4 separate regions of the Sus scrofa genome follow, and all the other regions are linked to region 1. The links are chromatin contacts, called in public HiChIP or PLAC-seq and promoter capture Hi-C maps. All regions are on one chromosome and are shown on one strand. Each heading gives the region's core, a stretch centred on a gene start, on an enhancer-like site or on the middle of the called end of the contact. The rest is flanking DNA. Distances are from core to core; before and after follow the strand shown. Region 1 holds the start of CASP8 (caspase 8, apoptosis-related cysteine peptidase). Region 2 holds the start of BZW1 (basic leucine zipper and W2 domains 1). Region 3 holds the start of NIF3L1 (NIF3-like protein 1). Region 4 holds the start of TMEM237 (transmembrane protein 237).

Evidence for each region. Promoter capture Hi-C pulls out the DNA fragments that hold promoters and counts their contacts. HiChIP or PLAC-seq counts read pairs in DNA pulled down with a chosen protein or histone mark.
Region 2: a promoter capture Hi-C map of liver shows a contact between it and region 1, with 2.2 times the contacts expected there. The contact joins the promoter of BZW1 here to the promoter of CASP8 in region 1. A contact is called at or near these places in 1 of 5 promoter capture datasets (liver) and 1 of 2 datasets of contacts at active chromatin or transcription factors (alveolar macrophages).
Region 3: a contact with region 1 is called in an H3K27ac HiChIP or PLAC-seq map of alveolar macrophages. The contact joins the promoter of NIF3L1 here to the promoter of CASP8 in region 1. A contact is called at or near these places in 1 of 5 promoter capture datasets (fetal liver) and 1 of 2 datasets of contacts at active chromatin or transcription factors (alveolar macrophages).
Region 4: an H3K27ac HiChIP or PLAC-seq map of skeletal muscle shows a contact between it and region 1, with 4 times the contacts expected there. The contact joins the promoter of TMEM237 here to the promoter of CASP8 in region 1. A contact is called at or near these places in 1 of 5 promoter capture datasets (liver) and 2 of 2 datasets of contacts at active chromatin or transcription factors (alveolar macrophages and skeletal muscle).

What each region holds. Positions count from the first base shown.
Region 1 is chr15:104,924,639-104,927,786 of Sscrofa11.1, reverse strand. It overlaps CASP8 (caspase 8, apoptosis-related cysteine peptidase), which reads right to left and starts at 1,430. Exons shown (of 9, transcript NM_001031779.2): 1 at 1,384-1,430.
Region 2 is chr15:104,524,489-104,527,636 of Sscrofa11.1, reverse strand. BZW1 (basic leucine zipper and W2 domains 1) reads right to left here and starts at 1,701. Exons shown (of 12, transcript NM_001244493.1): 1 at 1,622-1,701; 2 at 322-395. The coding sequence starts at 385.
Region 3 is chr15:104,582,153-104,585,300 of Sscrofa11.1, reverse strand. It overlaps NIF3L1 (NIF3-like protein 1), which reads right to left and starts at 1,565. Exons shown (of 7, transcript XM_003133583.6): 1 at 1,493-1,565. PPIL3 (peptidyl-prolyl cis-trans isomerase-like 3) reads left to right here and starts at 1,549. Exons shown (of 6, transcript XM_013984381.2): 1 at 1,549-2,608. The coding sequence starts at 2,606.
Region 4 is chr15:105,274,363-105,277,510 of Sscrofa11.1, reverse strand. It overlaps TMEM237 (transmembrane protein 237), which reads left to right and starts at 1,704. Exons shown (of 13, transcript NM_001243665.1): 1 at 1,704-1,806; 2 at 3,057-3,088. The coding sequence starts at 1,789. MPP4 (MAGUK p55 subfamily member 4) reads left to right here. Exons shown (of 20, transcript XM_021075035.1): 20 at 1-216.

The sequences.
Region 1 (3,148 bases), core at 181-2,680:
TGCTTATATATGTGTTTATAACATATAACCATACAAGCATAACCATGTATTTTTCTTGTCTCATTTACTATAATCCTCTGAAGATATTGCTGTTACCCCCTCATTTTGCTATGGTGAAAAATCACTTTGGAAATAAGCTGGTGAGAAGCATCAGGCCCAGATTTGAGCATCTCACTCAAGGGCCTCAATGACAGACATCACAAAGATTTGGATTTCATTCTAATTACAGTTGGAAGCCAGTGAAGGAATTTAATGAAGAAAGACACATAATCAAAATGTTTTTGAAGATTATAAATTATTTAAAAATTGGAAAGACCACAGAAACCCCCAAAATACGAAAACTGGACTTTTTAACAAATCCACTAATGCCAAGAGAGGATTAGAACCTTACACACCAAGCCAATACATGCTGGAGCCTGGATTTAGACCTCAGCGTCTTATCCCAGAATCCTAAATCACCTTTTATGCCGCAATATAATTGCAAATAAATCTCATCAAATCACAAACAATCCTTCGGGCACCATTCCAGCAGCACCCTTGCTCCTTTGGGAAACTACCTCAAAGCTAGGGAAAAGGAACCCCAAATTTGCATTGGTCTTCTGAGACAACAATCTGTATCTCATTCAACGCTCAAGAGTACTTGAAAGCTGCTGTCAGGCCGAAACACTTAAGTGATAGTGTGGTCGCTCCCACAAGCCCAGGCTGGCTGCCCCAAACTGGGGGTTCCCCCAGAACCTGCCAGAGGTCCACCTTGCAGACAAACACTGTCCACTGCAGGCCCCAGCCAGCACTATCACACACCCCAGAAAATGTGTCCAAACCTCAAAAAACTTCTAGCCAAACCGAAGAGATGTGTGACTTCACCAATAAATGCTCAACCTCACAAGCACAAGTCTCTGATGACCAGTGTGTGGTTGCCATTATATTATTCCTGTACTATTCTGCACCCCTTCAATTTCTCAAAAAAATAAACAATTGAATTCTTAGGTGTGCACGCATGTATCTGTTGATGCATGTGTTTATATTGGTGGGTCTGTGTATCAGCAGATGGGTAACTATAGCAGGAAAGTCAGTTGAGATTTAAATTTTGGTTTCTATTTGATCATCTGCCCAGCATAATTGGCTTGAAGTATCATGAAAAAAACAAAAACAAAACAAAAAAACACCCAGGAATGACCAACCGAAGCCGGAGGGGCCTGGAGATCTGGGATCTGGGGACCCTCACCACAGCTCTCAGAGGAGCTGCTCCCTCTCCCAGGGTCCCCATCCCCACTCAAATACAAGGAACTCCCCATGGGCCCTGCGGCCACCAGCTCCCACACTCAGCGCCTAGAAAACCCTAAAATCAAAGGCTTTCCTCTCCAGAGGCCCATCCGACCTTACCGGAGGCAAATCCTGGGATCCTCACCGTGGCAGCCGCTTCACAGGCCTCTTCTCTCCTGGCCCATCTACGACAAGAATAAAAGTCGAATAAAGAACCAACAGCACAGCTCACTAACTTCCTGTTTTCGAAACTCCTGAGTCACTTAGGCTGAATGAGGTAGGCCAGCCTCCAGGCAGCACCTCCGTCTAGAGCTCCAGGAGAGAGCCCAAGAACAGGAGGCAGGGCTGGGCGGGGACCCTGGCCACTTGACCTTTGGCTCTGGCTGTGTGGCTTTGGGCAGGTCATTTTCCCTTGGACCCTCGTTTACCACTCTCTTCTTTCAAGGGTTTACAGATTTTGCTGCATTTGTGATGAAGACATCAATGTTTTCAATTCATGGAGCCTTCCTGCGTGGCCAGGAGGTCTAGAAATGGAGGCCCCTCACCACAGCTCTCAGAGGCTCTGCTGACCTTCAACAGAAACGCTCATGGTTTCCCCACTGGCCCTCAAATACAACGATCACCTCGTGACCCGGAGGCCACCAGGTCCCACTTTCAGCTGCCTAGAAAATTCTAGAAGCACAGTCCTTCCTTGCAAAGTTCCCAGCAGAACTTACCAAGGAGGCAAATCCTGGGGTCCTCACCACGGCCTGGGGCCTGGAGATACAACAGAGAACAAAATACACATTAACCCTGCCTTTTTGCTGTCAGTCAGTTGAAATGTTTTCTGATGATAAAAACAGAGGGGGATAAAATCAAATAACTCTCTTCTTCAGAACTGCTTTTTTTTTTTTTTCTCCCCAAGTGGAATATAAATTTTCAGAGGGCAGAGACCCATCTCACGGATGCCTGAGGATTAATGAGGTGTCTGAAAGAGCCCGGCCACCTGCCCAGGGCCGAGGAGAAGTGTGGTGGCCCTTTGCTACCCCTGACTCCACTCTGAGAATTATGAGGGAAAACACACCAACAGAATGAAGCCCTTTTCACGGCTAACTCTTAGGCCAGGAGGGTCTTCCTGACTCTCCCTCGAGACTCTCCAGAGCATCCAGCCAGTTGGTGTCCCGCTGTTTTGTGACTAGTTCCTGTCCTCAGCTGTGAGCATCACAAAAGCAGAGACTGAAACTTTTGTGTCCATGTTCCCAGGACACAAGAGTAGCAACATCTAGAATGTTACAAGGTTTCCTGCAAATCAACAAGGGAAAAAGAAAAACCCTATAGAAGGACAGTGGATAGAAACACAGGGTTCCCTGACCGGGTACTCAGATGGCCAAAGTGGATGAATGATGCTCAGACTCATGAAGAAGCTGAAAAATGCAAAATAAAGCAACGAGCTCCCTACTTTGTACGTATCAGATGGGCAAACGTTTGCAAGCTGGATCAGGCTAAGGATTGATGGGCACGTGCTTACACAGCCTTTACATAGGGTTGAGCAGCCTGTCCATTGTGGAAGAGCAAGTCGTGGTTACCAAGTGGGATATGGCCAAAAGCAGAACTTGCAGCGCAGTGTGCTTGCTTAAAAAAAGAAATAGAACAAGCTATGCAATAGGAACACAATACAAATAATTCTAATATGTAATACTAATTGCTAACACGTACTAAGTACTTAGGGCCAGTCACGGTTCTAAGCGGCTAAGGCTGTCATTATCCGTTTAAATCCCCATGGCCACCTCATGAGGGAGTATTAATCCCATTTAATGATAAGGAAACAGAGGTTTGGAGAAATTGCCTTCTTGCTCCGGGTCACACAGTTAAAAAAAAGGAGTGTATCGGTGGCGTTGGTGGTAGA
Region 2 (3,148 bases), core at 452-2,951, 400 kb after region 1:
TCTCTCAAGCAAAAATTTGCTTAAATGAAATTTAGCTAGTGAAAATGCAGCCCATGCTTTTTTCTTGAGGTACTTTATCTTCACAGTAAAGACTATCCACAAGCCTGCATATATATTATACACACACACACACACACACACACACACGCAGACAGACAGACACCAAACATATTAAAGGCAGTGGAACTATTAAGGGTGTATTTGAAATGGCAGTCAACTAGAAATTCAGGTTCTCTTCTAGGCAACAGTCTGCCAGAGGAGCCAAGATATAAAAGTTATTCTGGAGGTCTGAAGAGAGATATTATGAAAACAAGTATTTACCTCTTTTTCTGGTTTTAAAACGCTGGCCTGATAGCGTTGGCTTTTGCTGCTTTTGATTATTCATAAAAGACACCCTGGTGGGGGGAAAATAAAGCCTTAAAAATAACATGCATTTTAAAAACAAAGCATCAAACCTTGGTCTAGGGACTTATAAACCACACAGATCATAAACTTTCAGACAAGCAATAGACCTGGGCAGGCACAAAGAACTGCCTTTGCCTGAACTAAATATAAGTTTTAAATCCGCATTTCTTTCTACAAAAAAAAAAAAAAAAAACAAAAACCGTTTTAAAGACGGAATGTGAAGGATACTTTTAAATGACTTTACAGTGCCACAGTGACTGGTGGCAAATCACCCATCATAAACATAGTTTAGGCTCTTCCTCGTTCCTCTTTAAACTCGCCTACATCTTCCATTACTTCTAAGTACTAAAGAGGGCTAAACAGAGATGACCACCAGAGTCAGGAGGTATCCAAAACATGTACATCAATTTAAAGACACAGTCAGAAGGCGAATCCCTTCATCTGAGGAGCAGCACTACCCTCCCCTCAAGTCGTGCCCGTAACCGCAGAGGCCGCTTGCACCACTCCTGCCTTCAAAAGAACCTGAAAGCAGGCCAGCCTCCTTCGCCCAATACTCTCCTATCCAAGCCTCCTCCCGCGGCACGTGTTTCCCCATCCAACTCTTCCTGTGCCTCCCGGCCGAGCCACAGACAACCTGCCCCCGCCCAGGACCCCTCAGCCCCAGGCAGGGCGCCGTAGGGGCTGCTCCTCGTCTGCAGCCCCTTCTCTACTGACCCCGTCGACGGCGGAGGCGGCCGCCGCAACGAGCGGATCACAGGAGCCGAGGCGCTTCGCGCCGGGGGCCCCGCCGCTCCGTACATCCGCCCGCCCTCCAGCGAAAGCAGCGGCGGTGGGGGCGGCCGCAGTGGTGGTGGCGGCTCCTCCGCCCCGCCCGCCGGAAGCCCCCCACGCGTACATCACCCAACAGAGGCCGCGGTGGCTTTGTTACCCAGGCCGGGCAGGGCCGGAGGGGGGGTCTGCCTCGCCCACCGCCTCTGCCTCCGCGGGGCACACACAGGACCCTCGTTCCGGTCCGGGCAGCCGTCCCTCGGCCTCCCCGCTGAGGCGGCGGCCCCGATCCCCGAATCCAGGCCCTGGATCCCGTCCGGCCTCATGCGGCGGCCTCCGCCCGGGCCCATCCAAGCTGGGCCGCACAGGGCCTGCCGCCTCCTTCACCCTCTGCTCAGCGACGAGGAGCCACAACGTCGGCCCAAGATGAGCGAGGTCTGCGCCTCACCGAATTTAAGGCGAAGAGAAAAGAGCCAGAAATCCCGGAGGTGGCGGCAACTGCGGCGGTGTCTCCTCTGCGACCGGAACTAACGCGAGGAGGTGGCGGAGGGAAGAGGTGCCACCCCCGCCCCGGTCTGTGTCCTATCGCGAGATTTCCTCCTCTGGGGCTCTCCCCCGCCCCTCCCTGATCGCGGCTTTGGGGCATGGGATGAGAAAGGAGGTGAAGGAAGCCGAGAGGATTTTGAAGGCTTCTTTATTCCCTCACTGGGTTCTAGGTTTCCAGGACGTTTATCCTAGATTAGACCATCTTTCTATCACCGCCGCATCATCGGGTCTCTTAGTTGGCACTCGGAGGGATTAGGAAAACGAATATTCCCTACCACCCCCGCCGGTGCCGAGGAAGTTGGACACGTCCGCTCTGAGTCCCTTCTCCACCGACCTCCTTCTCTAGCGCCGGAAGTCGGAGCCCAAGGGCTGGGGGCGCCTGAGTCCTTCGTGGGCAAAGGCTGAGTTTGGTAAAGTGTCTACACCTGGCTTCCACTCCAGCCCGCGTTGGCAGAACTTGCTCAGGTTAAGTCCGGAGCGAGGCAACATTGCTTTGCAGTGCTGGCTGGGTGGGGTCGTGCACTGCCTCTCTTAAGAGGGAGGAAAATGCAGATTGGTGTCGGAAGGAAACTCGGTCCTCCGAATGTGACCGCCATCCTTGTCTGTGGTCTCTGTAGTTCCCTCTTGAGTATGTTGGTTGTGGGGACTCGGAGATCATCGGAATCCCCTGGAGGACTTGTTAAAACACACTGCTGAGCTTCACCCGAAGTATGTAGATCTGGTGTGGGAATGTGCATTTCCAGCCAATTCCTTGTGATGCTTGATGCTGCTGGTCTAGGTACCACATATGAGAACCACTAAATTAATAAAACGTTTCACTAATAAAAATAATTGCTACTTTAGCAGGTATGTGTCATGCATTCTTCTAAGCATTTTCTGTATTCACCTCATTTAATCCTCAAAACTACCTTATGATCTAGAAATTATTATTAGCCCCATTTAATTTATAGCTTTTCTTTCTCTCTCTCTCTCTTTTTTTTGGCCACACCTGCAGCATGTGGAAGTTTCCAGACCAGGGATCCAAACCACGACACAGCAGTGACTGGGGCCACAGCATTGACAATGCCAGATCTTAACCCACTGTGCCACAAGAGAACTCCAGTTCCATTTTATAGATAGGAAAATTGAAGTATAGAGAGGCCAAGTAACTTGCTCAAGTTCATACAGTTAGCGAATGAAGAGCTTGTTTTGAACTCAAGCAGTCTGGCTCCACTGCTATAATATGCTGCCTTGCCACCAAGATCTTTCTTATTTATCCATTCAATGAATCTTAATTGAACTAGAGACCTCTAACTGCGACTTTTGCAGTAACTTTCTAACTGTTCTGTCCCTTTCTCCACACTTCCAGAATAATCTTCCCAAGTGCAGCCAAAATCATTTCTCTTCACTGAAACAGTGCCTTGGTTTGTACTTGAGGCAATGCGGGAAT
Region 3 (3,148 bases), core at 316-2,815, 340 kb after region 1:
AGCAGAAGAGCTGCCATCCTTCAACCGAGGTTCAAGTACTGGCTTTGCTACTTACCAGCACGTCGTATCATAGCTAAGTCATTTAACTCCTCTGAGCTTGTCTTCGAATCTACAAAATGGAGGGACTATAACTTACCTCACGGGCCATCTGGAGAAGCAAATGGATTACTATGTTTAAGTCACCAGGAACAAGCCTGGTAGATAACACACAATTATGTTCATCTCCTTCCTGCCCCCACCCCACATCCTTGTTCTTGCTCACCCCATCCTTGCTTGAACCAGCCTTCTCCATTTCTCTATTACCCTTCTTTCCAAGTCCCCTTTGACTTCCTAAATAAAGCTTTTCTTAACAAACCTTCCTTTTCTGTGTCCCCCTCCCCCATCCCACCTGCTTCTGCCCTAGTTTTTCTTATGTTACATTCCTGTTTTCTGTCTCCCACAGTACTGGCAAGCTACCAGAGAACAGGAACTATCTCTTCTGTATCTCAGTATCACCAATACAGGCCAGTGCTAAATGCTTACTGCACAGACCGGCACAGTCTCCATTCCCTTATCACAGCAGAATTAAGTTATGGTGGTAGAGACAAACATTAAAAGGTGCTTTATGGGAAAAAAGTAACAACAACATATTTTAAAAATGAAGTGTTTTGTCAGCAGCCAGAATCATGGGATGCGTACGTGGATCACTCTATGAATGGGCAGCAAATGGGCCCCAAACCATATTCAGTATATGGTTTGGAGTCATGTGGAGCCTCCACAAACCACTGGAGCCTGGGGTCTTTGAAGATCTTCTAAGGGTCCTTATACCACTTCCACTCTCCAGATTCCCTGACACTACTCCAACTCCCCAGACTTCTAAATCTGGCAAGCGCTAAAGTGAAGCTCTAGTGGGCCACCACACTGGTTTTGAGTTATCTATTGTTAGATCTGAAGCAGCCCTTGGAAATAACAAAACCACCATTTCCTATGAATCTACAAGCTGCGTAGCTCATTAACAAGAATAGGAGGCAGCAGGGCACAGTGTGAAGGGCACCTGACCCTAAAACCAGACTGACTCCCCGAGCCGCAGCTGTCTAAACAGATTACTCTATCTCTGCGGTTCCCATCTCTGAAGAATAGAATAGCGTTCAGCTCACGGTATCGTCGCAAGATTTCACCGTAAAGTTGGAGAAAATGCTTGGCCTAAAGTCAGCACTGCTTGTTAATAAGTATTATTAGCAGGACCCACTTTACAGCCTGTGAACCTCGCCCTCTTATTTCAGCCCCACTTCAAGCCTTTTCCAGAACAATTAAAAGTGCGGGGAGCACAGTGGGCAAGCCGCGAGTCAGGACCCTGGCCGCTCTAGAACCCTAGGCTCTGGTGCAGCAAACCGGTTTTCTGCGCCTATCTCCTCCCCCGCCTCCTTTCGCGGCAGCACCCCCAAAACCTCAGCCTGCAAGGGCCACAGCGCGCCGACAGGGCCTCATTGCCGCACGCAGGAATCTAACCCACCGGAGAATCACCAGTCCCAGGTTGCCAAGAGCGCTACTTCCGGTCCTGCGCAGAACTTCCTGGAGGCGTAAAAGTGGGCGGGGCGGGGGAGCTGGGCGGAAGAGGTCTTTCCTATTTTGCATCTGAGTTCAGGGGCGCCTGTAGGGATTGCCCAACATTACGCCTTTTGTCCTAGTGTGATTATTTAAGAAGTTCTCTAAGGTCAAAGGAGTTCCTGATGGGGATAAATTACATCCTCTCCCTCGTTCTGGTCGGTTGGGTTTGGGATAGGGAGGAGGAGGAAGGAGGTGAGCAGAGGAGGGGCGTTCTCCTAAGTGGGTCTCCTGCTCGACTTCCGGGTGGCGGCCTGAAGAAACTTTCTTGGAATTTACAGACTCTCCGGAGCACCTGTTATTGAATCTTTGCTGTTTTAACAACAGCTGTGGGCAGAGCCTCCTTGCCTGACCACTTGAATTTCTCACAAGCTTCCTATCTTAATCTATTTCTTGACTAAAAAAATATCTGTATTCAGTGAAGTGGTTAAGTAAGTATGGGGTAGCGTCACTTACTCTTTCATTCACTTGAACACTGGAAGAGCGCTCTATGCTTTAGTTTTTAAGCTGCTTGGAGTGAGTATTCTGGAGGGGAGGGTGTTGTTGAATTAAGCAATTAAAGCATATAATATATTAGTGCTAAGTGCTTTAGGGAAAGGAAATCTTTAAGACAGTATTAAATAGATTTATCAGGTCAATGAGACTTAACTTTTGAGCAGCGACTTGGAGGTGAGGGAAATAGCCGTACTGAGTGTAAGTGTTCCAGGCGAAGGGAAAACCCAATGCTAGGCTTAAGGCAGAAATGTATCAGACTCTTCTTGAAGAGTAAGCAGGGGAAGTAGGAGTTTAGGGGCTGGAGATGAGTAGGATTGCTTGATCGCTTCCACAACCGGATTACTTGGGAGGGATCTGTTCTCCTCGAGAATTTTTCTTTTAAATATGCAGGAAACATGAGCATGTTTGAGTTAAAAGAGGGAAATGAATTAATTCTTTTTCTTTTGGAAATAGAGGCTCGTTTTTGAACTTCTGTCAATAAACTGTAAGAAAGTAACAGTACATCCTGAAACCATCAAGAAGAAAAATGGTAAGTTTTATAGAATTCTTATGAATGTCTTTGTATATATAATTTTTAGAAATCTAGTCAAGGGAAATAAAACTGCATGGAGATTTCAATGACAAGACAAATGATAAGCTGTAGAAGTGTAGAGTATAAAATGATTCTAAACAAAACCGAAACAAAATCACTTTAAAATTCTTATGTTTTTCGGAGTTCCCATTGTGGCTCAGTGGTAACAAATCTGACTAGCCTCCATGAGGATTCAGGTTCGATCCCTGGCCTTGCTCAGTGGGTTAAGGATCCCGTGTTGCCGTCAGCTGTGGTGTAGGTTGCAGATTTGGCTTGGATCCCAGGTTGCCATGGCTTTGGTGTAGGCCAGCAGCTGTAGCTCCAATTCAACCCCTAGTCTGGGAACCTCCATATGCCTTCAGCACAGCCCTAAAAAAAATTTTAAAAAAAATTTTAAATCCTTACTTTTTCATTTAAAACACACAGAATTTACCTTTTATGGAGAAAGATTGATTACAAAATGAATTTGAGATGGAAAGCGGGTATTGCAGGAGCAGA
Region 4 (3,148 bases), core at 455-2,954, 350 kb before region 1:
AAAAAAAATTGTAAGGTATGGTTATCTAGAGTTATCTATTTGGTTTTTAGGGGAAAAAAAAGTTTTCCTTTACTTCATATACTGCATTTGATAGGGATATAAACAATGCTAAGTCACCGAGTATGAGGATATTTCATAGATTTCACATGGCCTTTGTATGATTCAGATAAGAAGAGCTTTCCTAAATAAAATTAGTGTCTAATTTCAAAAACTGCATTTTACCTTATGAAACTTCTGTTTCATGAACATGAATTTTACAAAAAGTGTCTACTTGACTAACTGCAAGAAGCATTAATACACACATTTCACATCTAACACCAGAACTTACAGAAACAGCACTGCTCCCATCATTTTACACATTAGGCTACAATGAAACGTTATTTTGATCAGAGCTGTAACAATCATTAATTTTCCCCAAAGCTAGTATCTACATTTATGCTTAAATTAGGAAAGAGGAATGGATTTCGGTGGTAGAGACCAATATCTGAGACACCTCCCCCCCCCCCCATGAGGACGTTATTCCACGAAGGCTGTCTTCCAGCAGCTCTTCCTACTCCTGTATGTCATATCCACACCATCCCCTTACTCCTTCTTAACCTTAAACTTCAAAATATCTGTAGTTTTCCATGTGAAATGAATACTTATTATTTTTCTAAAATGTCTAAACAAAATGAAGAAAATTAAGCCATTATTAACACTTTGGTGAGCCTAGATTTGATTTTATGCTGTGCTTCTTTGGATGGAGGGTAAGCAATGGAAGAAAATCCGAGAATCGCCTGCGTCAACACACACACTCAAACCCCAAGCTAAACTTTGGGCTTGGTGGTTAAATGCGTCTCTGACACCAGGGATTGCGAAGCTTGGCCGCGCGGAGGCGGGCGGAGACCTGGGGAGGCGCCCTAGTCTGGCGCCACCAAGCCCCCGCCTCCCGCAAGTCCGAGAGACCTCTGCATCGCGGGGAAGCAGCCTCGGGCCCGCGGCAGTTGCGCCGAGGCAGCCCGGCGGGCACCAAGCCATGAGGGCCGACTCCGGGCTCGGGGTGGAGGAGGACCACCCGGTGAGCGGTTTAGGGCCCGTCGGCCTCTGCTCCACCCGGGCAGCTACCTCTGGGGTGAGGCGGACGGGATCGAAAGGGGAGAGCCCAGCTCCAGGAGCTCGCGCAGCAGCCCCTTCGGCGCTCACAGGATAGGCTTGGGGTTGGGGTTGGGGTTGGGGGCTGGAAATTCGTCCCAAGGCCGGACCCGAACTCCAAGAATCGGGTGAGGGGGCAGGCGTGAATTTTCCGGGGGCCTGGGTGCGCACGTTGCCATGACGACGCCTCACTTCTCAGCGGCCCCAGCCCTTGCGAGTTTCGGGGGCAGTCGACGAGGCCCTCCTTATTCACGCCCCTCGGAGGGCATTTAGCCGCCCGGGAATGAGATCGCCGTTTGCCAGTGGGGAACTTTCAGTCCTGGTCTTCTCTTACATTCCTGGAACAAATGTCCGCAACCACTTGGGAAATCATGGGGAAAACCGTGATTGCTACCCCGCGCCCGCTGGAGCCTCTCCTCCAGGGCACTTCAGCCCGGACTCCGATGCCCCCTTTAACGCCGGAGTAGACAGAAAAGGCCAGACAGGGTCCCCCACCCCGCTCCCCTTCCTTCCCATCTTGCTGGGAGGAGGCTGTGGGTCCTAGCGGCCTGGACAGCGCAGCCCGATGACGCATTGCGCCTGCGCGGGAGCGGGCCGGGCGGCGGTGAACCCTCTCCCGGGAGCCCACGGCCGCGGGGCATCCCGGATTTAGACAGGATGGGGAAGAAGCAAGTGGTAAGCCAGCTTTAGTTCCTTTTGAGTTTACTTGAGCCACCCACCTTTTGAGGAGCGTAGAGACTGACTTTCTGGATAGATGACACCTCATTTTTGCGGGACTTTTGAAATGTGGAGTTACCCTGTGAACTGAGCCCTTGGTTAGAACGCGGTCCTTAGCATCTTGAGAACAATAGCGCTTTCATGTGACTCTCTTTTTTTCCAGTTGAATTTTAACTGCTGGATAGTGGTAAGACCTTGTCCTAGTGTAGTAGCATTTGTATTAATACATCTTTTGAATGAATGGATAGCGAAATGGGACAATTGTGGAACAAACAATCGGAGTGTTTAAAATTTAACCCTTTTTAGTCAGTATCCTCTGCAAGCAGCTTGAGATACTTGCAACATTAAACTGCATTTTAGACATTTCTGTTGGTATTTTATTTTGAAAAATTCCAGAATGCCACTTAACTGTATTTTTTCTGAACTGCAAACACTTTTCTTTTTCATGTAAAGAAGTTTTTGTAAGTTTTTTTTTTTTTAATGCTTTCTGCCCTAAAATGTGTTCTTTACGCTGTGTTCAGAGAATTTTTTTTTTTTTTAATGTGTTACTCTGTGTCTTAAAAACCTCCATCGGTTTCCTATGGAATTAAAATAGAATCTAAGCTCCTTCCCTTGGTCTTCCTAATTAATCTGCCCATGCTTGGATAACTGCTTTTTCTTTACTGGCTTTCTTTTATCTGGAACTATTTAAGCCCAGTCTCCCCTAAAAGCCTTGTATTTGCTCCCTTTGGTTCCTTTCTTATTCAAATCTCAGCTGTAATATCTCAGAGAGACTTTCCCTAACTAAAGTAATACATATGATCATACACATTACTGTAATAACGTGCATGGTTTTATATATATTTATATATGCATATATATGTATACATACTGATATATGTGTGTATAAATATATTTAATGTTATCTTCTAATACTTAACCACTAGAATGTAATTCCAAAAAAGCAGGCATTTCTCTGTTTTGTTCATTAATGTATCCCTAATGCTTAGAACAGGCCCTGGCCTGTAGATAGTAAGGAATATAGGAAGGAAGGAATTTTTGTAAGAAATTTAGAAATGATAGATCAAATTTAAAATTGCCCATTTGATCCTCATCAGTGCCTCCTGGGCATTAACTGATGAACAGGGCTATCAAAAATGTGAGGTACATGAAGTAAAGATGTTCTAAGGCTTTACTTACAAGCCGTTTTCTTTTTCTGTTCCCCATAGCGTCCTCCACGGGCCCTTCCACCTGTGCCAAGGTAAAAGTAATTTGTAGTAATTTTATTATTGAATTTTAAAAACGTAAAATCAATAAAGTG